Regions from separate parts of the Sus scrofa genome. Here all the other regions are linked to region 2. Evidence: chromatin contacts called from public Hi-C data. All regions are on one chromosome and are shown on one strand. The core of a region is the stretch at or near the end of the contact, and the rest is flanking DNA. Distances in the headings are between cores, read along the strand shown. Region 1 has its middle 68 kb from the start of SYN3. Region 2 holds the start of RBFOX2 (RNA binding protein, fox-1 homolog (C. elegans) 2). Region 3 has its middle 200 kb from the start of RBFOX2.

Region 1 (3,108 bases), core at 593-3,092, 140 kb before region 2:
CCACAGGTGCAGCCCTAAAAAGCAAGCAAGCAAACAAACAAACCCTTTGGGAAACAGGAGATATTCTTGTTCTTTCCTTGAGCGTGACTTGGACTTATTCCTTGAGAATTAATGCCCTGATCCCGTTAAGAGATGCCTTGCCCTCACAACCACCCCCTCCTGGAGCTGCAGCACAGAACACCCTGGATTTATCTAGCCATTTGGAGCTTTGTCCCAAGCGCTCAGTTTGCCCCATCAAACAGAGGGCCAGGGCTGAGCTGTCAGTGTCGTGGAAGTAGCAGAGAGCCCCAGAGGGGAGCAGAGAAGAGAAGGACCCCAAGGAACACCCCCAACATTTAAGATTGGGAAGGGAAGAGGAGCTGGAGAAGGAGTCTTCCAAGGGTGATGGGGGCCCTGAGAGATTATGGAGAGGGGAGTGACAGGGTCAGGTCTGCCTATGGAGGATGGGATGGGAGAGAAGCCAGGTGGGAAGTGAAGACAAATGTTCAAGACTTCTTATGCACCAGGCCTGGGTGAGGGCTGAACCACAAATATGGGTACATTTGTATATTACAGCACTAGCTGCTGTAACAAACAGCCCCCAACTCTCGGTGGCTTACTAGATCTTTTTTTTTTTTTTTTTTTTTTGTCTTTTTATGGCCACACCACTGCATATCGATGTGTCCAGGCTAGGGGTTGAGTTGGAGTTGGAGCTGTAGCCCCTGGCCAATGCCATAGCCACAGCAACACCAGATCTGAGCCACGTCTAGAACCTACACCATAGCTCATGGCAATGCCATATCCTTAACCTACTAAGTGAGGCCAGGGATTGAACCCGTGTCCTCAAGGAAACTAGTCAGATTCCTTTCTGCTGAGCCATGATGGGCACTCCCTTATTAGGTCTTCATGGTGGCTGCATGGGTCTAGTTCTCCTTCACCTCACTATCCAGTACAAGTTGGGGGGAGGACTCTGCTCCACACAGTGATTCAGGGACCCAGCCTCCATCTCCAAGGACTTCAGAGACCACTGATCCCTCCATATCCAGCAAGTAAACAGCAGAAGACTGTATCTGAGAGGGAGACTCATCCTTTCCAGCCATATCCCATAGCCAGGTCACCGCCACGAGGCGGGAATGAAATCTCCATAGACCTGGGGGAAGTGAAGTGGGCTTGGGGGACACACAGTATTGTGTCGGCCACACTCATGGCCCGAGGTGATAAAATGGTTTATAATTTAGTGGAGAGATGAGGAAGAGGAACTGGGAATGAAATATTCCTATAAGTCATGCTGTAATACCTGCCAGATCCAGAGATGCTCTGGATTTGTTAAAGTTGTTTGGATCACCCTCCTCCAGGTAAGATTTATGACCACTGATAAAATACTTGGGTGATGGGGAGAGGGGCAGGGGCGAGGGCTAGCACCCTCTGTGATGATGAGAAAGGCAGGGAGTTCCCTTGTGGTGCAGTGGGTTAAGGACCCAGCCTTGTCACTGCAGCAGCTCGGGTCACTGCTGTGGTGCCAGTTTGATGATCCCTGGCCCAGGAACTTCTGCATGCCAAGGAAGAAGCCAAAAAGAAAAGAAAAAAGAAAAGGCGACATCTGAATAGAGAGCTGGAGGGTGGTCAGAGAGAGAGGGAAGCAGGAATGCTTGTGAATAGTCAGGAAACCCTGAGAAGATCCGTTTAGCCGGGTCAGAAATTCTGTGCAAGGGATTGGTCATGGTTGTGGTTGGAATGTGGGCTTGGAGCTTGGATCGGGAATGACTTTGAACTTGAAGAATTTTGGCCGCGCTTCAGCAGGCCCTGTGGTTGTGGCTTGGGGCGCGGTGGGTGGGGTGGGGGAGGGGTGCTCCGCCGTCCCCGATGAATCAGCAGGGTCAGTTAAAATTAGTCACCATAGCCCAGCCCAGAGAAGCCAAGGCAAACAGTTGTGCCGGCTCGTGGGGCAGCCAGGGTTTGCTTCTCTGGGGAGTCTTAGGGTTGGGGGAGCTCCGAGTTAGAGCAGGTGCTCCGTCCTGTCCCAGAACCACTTGGGCTGTTGGGGCGGCACCTCTGGGTCTCTGACTTTGGTAGTAGGAGCCGGTGGGCGCAGTTTGGTCCCACTCCCGGGTCGGCCTCTCTCGGACCACCTTGGCCTGGAGTGGTTTTCCCTTCATCGTGCCAGTCTCTCCTTCACAGAGGCCTGCCTCACCAACAAGACCAGCTTCTAGACTCGCTTGGTCGGCCTATGTAGCAAGATTCACAGTTGTAGCTGTAAACTGCATAATGGTCGGAAAAAAATGTTTTTTGTCTTTTAGGGCCGCACCCTCGGCATATGGAGGTTCCCAGGCTGGGGGTCGAATCAGCGGTGTGGCCGCCCGCCTACATCACAGCCACAGCAATGCTAGAGCCGAGGCGCGTCTGTGACCTACACCACAGCTCATGGCAACGCTGGATCCTTAACCCACTGAGCGACGCCAGGGATCAAACCTGCATCCTCATGGATGTTAGCCAAATTCATTTCTGCTGCACCATGATGGGAACTCCCTGTAAAATTATTAAATAATATATTTTTCAGCTGGTCCTATCCAGGGGCACATCTCCTGTCTCCTCTCTCCTCCCTTGTACCTGGGTACCATCCTGGAGAGGAGAAAGCACAGCGGTAAGGGCAAAGTGTGTGTGTGTGTGTGTGTGTGTGTGTGTAACCAGAGGTACAAGCACGAGAAAATATTGCGATCCCATTAATTGGCTCATCTAAGTTGCCCCCCCACACAGAGCAGGGGGCTTACAAGCAAGAGGTAATATAGCACAGGCGTCAAGGAAATAGATTCTGTTCCCATTGTGGCTCAGCGGGTTAAGCATCCGACTGGTATCCACCTGGCCTCGCTCAGTGGGTTAAGGATCCAGCATTGCTGAAAGCTGTGGCGTCGGTCATGGATGCAGCTTGGATCTGGCCGTGCTGTGGCTGTGGCATAGGCTGGCAGCTGTTCTGATATGACTGCTAGCCCAGGAACTTCCATATGCCACAGGTGTGGCCCTAAAAAAGAGGGGGCGGAGATAGATGCTGGAGTCAGACTACTGAGTTTGAACTCTGGTCTCATTGCTTGCTTGCTGGGTGACTTCAGGCAAGTTACTTAACCTCTCTGTGGC
Region 2 (3,099 bases), core at 273-2,772:
TTCTTTGAAACTTCCCTTTCCTCTAGGTCACATTGGGAAAATCTCCCTAACGCCTTACCTCCTTCCAAACAGCACTGCGGGGCATTATATAACATTTAACTGGACAGGGTTCCAGCTCCTAAAATGATGCTCTACCCAGATAGCCAGCTGACTCTCTCGCCCTCCGGTGGTGACTTAAGAAACGAGACAAGAGAATATTAAAAAAAAAAAAAAAAAAAAAAAAAAAAAAAAAAAGGCAACCTCCTTAAAAGGAAAACCACTGTCCAGTGATGAAATTTCCCTACAGAGCATAAAAGCCTGGAGTGAAACTGATCCTAAGTCTGAGCTTAAATGACATGAATGTGCCACAATGCAAATAATCCTCATTGATAAATCAGTCTCTCAACCCACATATAAAGAAAAAAGCATAAAGGGACATACAGAAGGTTGCCAAGAAGAAAAAGAGCACTGCCGGGGGAAATCAGGGAAGAATATTCACCTTTCCATCTGTCAGGAATGACTTGCTAAAATGCAGCTATTGCCTGGCATAGCCAAAGACAGGCAGAGACAGACAGAGAGAGAGCGCGCTTTCATTTCCTACTCCCTCTCCTTCAGATGTCTTTTAATGCCCGTGGACTGTCATTTATACATTCAGACTTGTTCTTCTGCCAGGGAGGGCTCTGCTGCACCTGGATGCTACGGCTCTCACTGAAAACATCCTCTGCCAGTAACAAAGACACGAAAATGAAACATTTTTCCAGCCTTCATTTTTAATAAGCCATTTAAAGCAAAGGGAGCAGAACTACAATTCCACAGCCAATCCCGAGAACCCGAAGTGAATCCGGAATGAGATTTCCCTCTAACGCAAATTCTTCTGCAATTCTTAAAAGGAAGTGAGCTCCCTTGCCCTCTTTTTGGCAGTCTACAAGAATCTCTCCCTACCTCTGTGGTCCCTCCCTCCCTCCCTCTCCTCAGAACCAAGACAAAGAGGTAGACCAATCCCCACAGGGTCTTAACTGAGCTCCAGCTGCACAGCACAGGAAACAGGAATCTGCTACGGAGCTGGGGAGGGGGGGAGAAAAAAGGATACGGACACAACACACACACACACACGACTCACGACAGGCACAGACGAACACTTTTCAGCTGCTAGCAATAATTCTGTCCCTTTCTAAAAGGTTAATAAATTAAAACTCTGGTGACTATGCCCCACCCCCATATCTTTATTTAGATCTCAGAAACAAGAAAAGAAACACAGGAGGAAACACAAATCTTACCTGAGTTACCATTTTCTTCTTCTCCATAAACCGAATGGCACAGAAGATGAACACTTCAGAGCAGTCGTGCTGGGGCACACCTTCCACGGCTCTCCTTCCTCCCCCCTCCCCCCCCAGCCTAGCTCTTTAAGGGTGGGCGGTTGCTCTCCCTCTATCCCGTTTTCCTTCCTTTTTCTTTCTAGTGTTTCTTCCTTTCTTTTCTCTTCCTCTCTGGCAGTCTCTCCCCCTCCTCCTTTCTCCAGCTCCCTCCCATATCTCAGGCAGATGGCTGAAGGAAGCCCCACCCCTGAATGCCGAAGGTAATTAATCAGAGTAGAGCCCCACCTCTTCCTCCTCCCCCCGCCCCCTCCCCGCAGGCTGACATCTCCCAACTCCAGAAACAGGCCTGCTGGAGAATGGCAGTTTGGTGTGTGCTTTGCGCGTGCGTGCGTGGTGTGTGTGTGTGTGTGTGTGTGTGTGTGTGAGTGAGAGAGAGAGAGAGAGAGAGAGGGAGGAGAGAGGGAGGAGGAGGGAAGGAGGGGGAGAGAGGGAAGGGCAGGCGCCATGTGCAGGCATATTTTAAGGAGTGAGTATCTGCGATGGTGGCATTAATTATATACACAGGAAGTATTCACGGCAGCTTACCACAGTTAATACAGATTTAAAATATTCCATCTAAGAATATCTGATAATAAATAAATGAAAGAGAAATTATTTTTAAAAAAACATTTCCACTGATGTACAGTCTACAGATGCAGTGGATTTAATAAAAGATGAGAAAAGCTGCTCCGTGACTGGAAGGTTTTCAAGGAATGGAAATATGCAAGAACCTGCTTGTCCTAAACCAGTCTAATGGCTGCAAAGGACTGAAAAAGAAGGGAGGTAATTTAAGAGCTTATTTTTTCTACTGTAAAAAAAAATCAGGGGGATCTGAAAAAGGTGATTGCTTAAGAAACTTAAGGTGGATACAAATTGGACTGCTCAAGGCTTCCAGCTTTATTAAAAACTGTAGTTAACTCAGAATGTGCCCTTTGTGTTCCCCAGCCTTCTGCATCTCAGCTGCTACTGAAAAACATAAACCCTTTCTTACAGACACTGACATATATACCATGACATTTGTGCCATTACTGTAACTACTGACCGTTACTCTAGAGTGCTTATTAGATGCAGAAGGTTTGGGAGAATGTTCACTGAATATAAGAGTTTCTTCTAAGTTCTCTTAGTAAAAAGTCGTAATGAAAAAAAGCATCAAAGGTATGATTCAGTCCAAAAGTCCTGGTCAAAGTCCTAATTCTCCCCTTTATAAGTGATCTTGGAAAAGTCTTTAACCTCTGAATATAAGCATCATAATCTCCCTATTTTCTGTTATTAAATATTCAAACAAAGTAACCTATGGGAATGTTTGATGAGTTTATGATGTTCTTCTCAAACATAAAGATGCTCTCATTTTTTTTTAGTATTCTAAGAAATAAAATCCTGAAGGTTTTATTACATTTCTTAGTTATGCTATATTTATTATGTTATAATCCCTAGTAGAGTACCCAAAGAGCAAAGAAATTAATTCTAGATTAAGATGCCTATTTAAAAAGTAAACACATAAAAAAATCAAAATTAAAAATCACAAATCACACTGAGAAGACATCATTTTTTTGCTGTCTCAATGAGGACTGTTTGGCTTTTAGTGTGTGGTATAATAATGTTGGTTGGCCCAGTGCCAATATAACATCATCATGCTCCCATTCGAATTAATAGTCATTTTAATAATTTTGAAAAGAATACAGCAACTACCAAATGATCTGGAGAACCTGGAGAACCTGGGTACTGTGAACCTATAATATGTCAGGCACTATTCTGGGCATTTTAC
Region 3 (2,863 bases), core at 103-2,602, 200 kb after region 2:
AAAGACAAAAAGACAAAAAGACAAAAAAAAAAAAAAAGATTGCAAAGAGAATCTAAGGACGAAACATTTGATTAATGCAAGCAAAGAGCAGTCAGCAGCAAATTGGAACAAGAGAAGAGATTTTGTTCTCAAAAGATCCTTCTAGAAGCAATGTGGAAGCCAGGTGAAAGTGGAACCAGGTTGCAGGCAGGTACTCCAGCCAGGGAATGAAACGTGATGAGGAGAGAATAATGAGTGTAGCAACCGGGATGGGAGAGGAAAGGATTTGGAGAAGGAATATTCCAGAAGTAGAAATGTCAGGATGTGCTGATTATCCACCCCTGCCCTACCATTATTCCTACCTCAGCAAGCATCACTTTCATCTGTATTCTTTTTAGTCTTGGCTGATGGTCAAGTGGGCATCAAGCTTAATGTGCCCCAAAATAGACCCGATTTCCGCTACCCCAGACCTGCTTATTTTACAGTTGGGAAAACCAAGGCTCACAGAACTTAAGAACTAACCAGGGTCCTGTGTATAAACAGAAACAAGATCGGTGCCCTGGTCTCAGGTTTGCTTGTTTCTAAAACTTAGGCTCCTTCCCTGACCCCAGCCTCCCTGTCTTCATGCATGGTGGGGGCCTTTGGGGCCCGAGGTGCATGCAGTTTCTGATGAACTCACTGAAAGGCCCATAGGGTCAGGGGACCAGGGGCTGTCTGTTGACCTTCCAGGCAGAGCTGGAATCTGAGGACACCAGTTTGGTCCAAAAGCCCTGGCTGGGGAGTTGGTAAAGGGGAAAATATTTTTAACAAAATCCTAAGAGGTGTTGGTTTTTTTATCCCGATCTTCTGCTATCCCTCCAGTCTGCCCTGGCCAGTGTCAGTCACTGCGGCTCAAATTAAGCCTCATTAACGGAGAGGCAAGGCCTGGTGATCCCCGGGTGATTTAACCACAGAGTCCTTGAAAACATCAGACCCTGGGGACTCACAAGGGCTGCCTTCCAGTCAGACATCACAGAGTGGTCTGCAGAGGCCAAAAGAAGCTACATCAGGAAAAAGGGAGAGAGGCACGATCAATCTAAAGACCTTTTTATTCTGGGACTAAAGTGAGGCGGGCAGAGGTCGAACAAGCCTGGCTCCAAAGAACTCCCAGCCGGGCTAGGAAACGAGACGGTCACGTGACCGGCGTCCCCTCGGCTGTCCATGCAAATGAAACCGCGACCGCAGTATTACCCCGAATCGCAAGCTCTGGAGGTCCCTACCCATTTCATTACTGGGAGCGCCGCGTTTTCCTTGCATTTTCCAAGAACGCGCAGGGGTGCGGACACATGCTGGAGTCGCGGCCCGCGCGCTGCCTGCGGGCGGAGCGCCCCCTAGAGGCCGTCGGCTGCCGGCTCCCTCCCGCTGCGTAAAGAGGTGCTGGGGCTCCGCTCTGCTTAGGAGGCGCGGGAGCCCCGGAAAGCCCGTCCAAACGGTACCTTTTGAATGAGAGGGAGAGGAAACGGCTTCCCTTTGTGTTACCCTCTGAACCATAGTAAAGCGGCCAGGGATCCGAAAGGTTGTTTCCTATCCGTTTCCCCTATTTCTTCCGAGGTGGGATGGGGCGCGGCGCGGGCGGGGGGGGGGGGGGGATGCTGCCAGGAAGGGTTTGAGGGTGAGCGGCCCATGTGCTTCACTGTCTCCTTCTCCAGGCGCTCAGGGCAGGGAAATCTACAGCTCCCTCTGAAAGCTGGAGATCTGAGACCCCAGAGTTCCAGCATCCAGCACGGGGAGGGAGCAGGAGGAGAGACTATTTACTGACCGTTCCCTGTGGGCCACTGTTATAAGCACTTTTCACATATGCCTGCGCCTTTGATCCGCACAGCAACGGTATGAGGCAGATACTGCTATCAGCCCCATTTCACAGTCAGGCTTGGGGAGGTTAAGTGATTGCCCGATGTCCCACAGCTACTGAGGGCAGAGCAGGGTTCAAGTCCAGGCGAGGTGGCCCTGCAGGCCCGCTCTTCCTCACCGGGAGCTGGTTGTGAGGAGGCCCTCTGGCCTGAGGCCCCCACCCCCCGGAGGCTGGCCGGGAGGAACACAGGTTGAAATGATGACCGTTGTGGTCCGATTTATGTCTCAGGGGAGGCTATGGGCTCAGTTGATCAAACACTAGGTGTTGGTGTGAAGTATTTCATAGATAATGATTAATCTACAATCAGTTTACTTTTCGTCTTTTCCTTTGAAGGGCCATATCTGTGGCATATGGAAGCTCCCAGGCTAGGGTTGGAATCAGCGCTGCATCTGAGGCCTAGGCCACAGCCACAGCAACTGCCACATCCACTCGTGTTTGTGACCTGTGCCACAGCTTGCAGCAACACAGGATCCTTAACCCACTGAGGGAGGCCAGGGACGGAACCCGAATCCTCATGGGTACTAGTCAGGTTCTTAACCCGCTGAGCCACAATGGGAACTCCTGGGAAGGCTTTGAGAGCAGAACTGAAGCTTCGTTGAAGAAGAAATTCCACCCATGGACCGCAGTTGCAGCTCATGTTTGAGAGTCCCTGCCTTCCTGACAACCTGCCCTAGAGATTCTGGGCATGCCTACCAGCTCCCACAACTGCATAAATCAATTCCTTGCAATACATCTCTCAATATCCTACTGGTCATGTTTCCCCTGTTGAATCCCGAATGATGCAGTGAACAAAGACCACGTAGAGGCCTGTGAGGATGGGTGATCACACCCCTCCCTAGGACATGCTTCAGGGGGCGTCCCCTCCAATGGCTAGCTGCCATCCTGGGGACAGCTGGAAAATCCCCAATGGAATGAGATAAGAAATTTAGCTCAGATATTGAAAAAGGAAGGAAGAGACATTTTTGCACTCCCAAGTGTATGGGCCAAGTAGAT

What was found. A called contact is a pair of places that touch in the nucleus more often than the background predicts.
Region 1: a contact with region 2 is called in a Hi-C map of skeletal muscle, with 2.2 times the contacts expected there. A contact is called at or near these places in 11 of 47 Hi-C or Micro-C datasets (embryonic fibroblasts, epiblast stem cells, heart right ventricle and 4 more) and 1 of 2 datasets of targeted methods (skeletal muscle).
Region 3: a contact with region 2 is called in a Hi-C map of skeletal muscle, with 4 times the contacts expected there. A contact is called at or near these places in 6 of 47 Hi-C or Micro-C datasets (embryonic fibroblasts, fetal heart ventricle, mesenchymal stem cells and 2 more) and 1 of 2 datasets of targeted methods (skeletal muscle).

The regions. Positions count from the first base shown.
Region 1 is chr5:11,948,090-11,951,197 of Sscrofa11.1, reverse strand. No RefSeq gene overlaps it. Among named protein-coding and RNA genes, the nearest start is that of SYN3, 68 kb to the left of the region's middle.
Region 2 is chr5:11,807,573-11,810,671 of Sscrofa11.1, reverse strand. RBFOX2 (RNA binding protein, fox-1 homolog (C. elegans) 2) reads right to left here and starts at 1,522. Exons shown (of 13, transcript NM_001244837.1): 1 at 1,257-1,522. The coding sequence starts at 1,283.
Region 3 is chr5:11,603,205-11,606,067 of Sscrofa11.1, reverse strand. No RefSeq gene overlaps it. Among named protein-coding and RNA genes, the nearest start is that of RBFOX2, 200 kb to the left of the region's middle.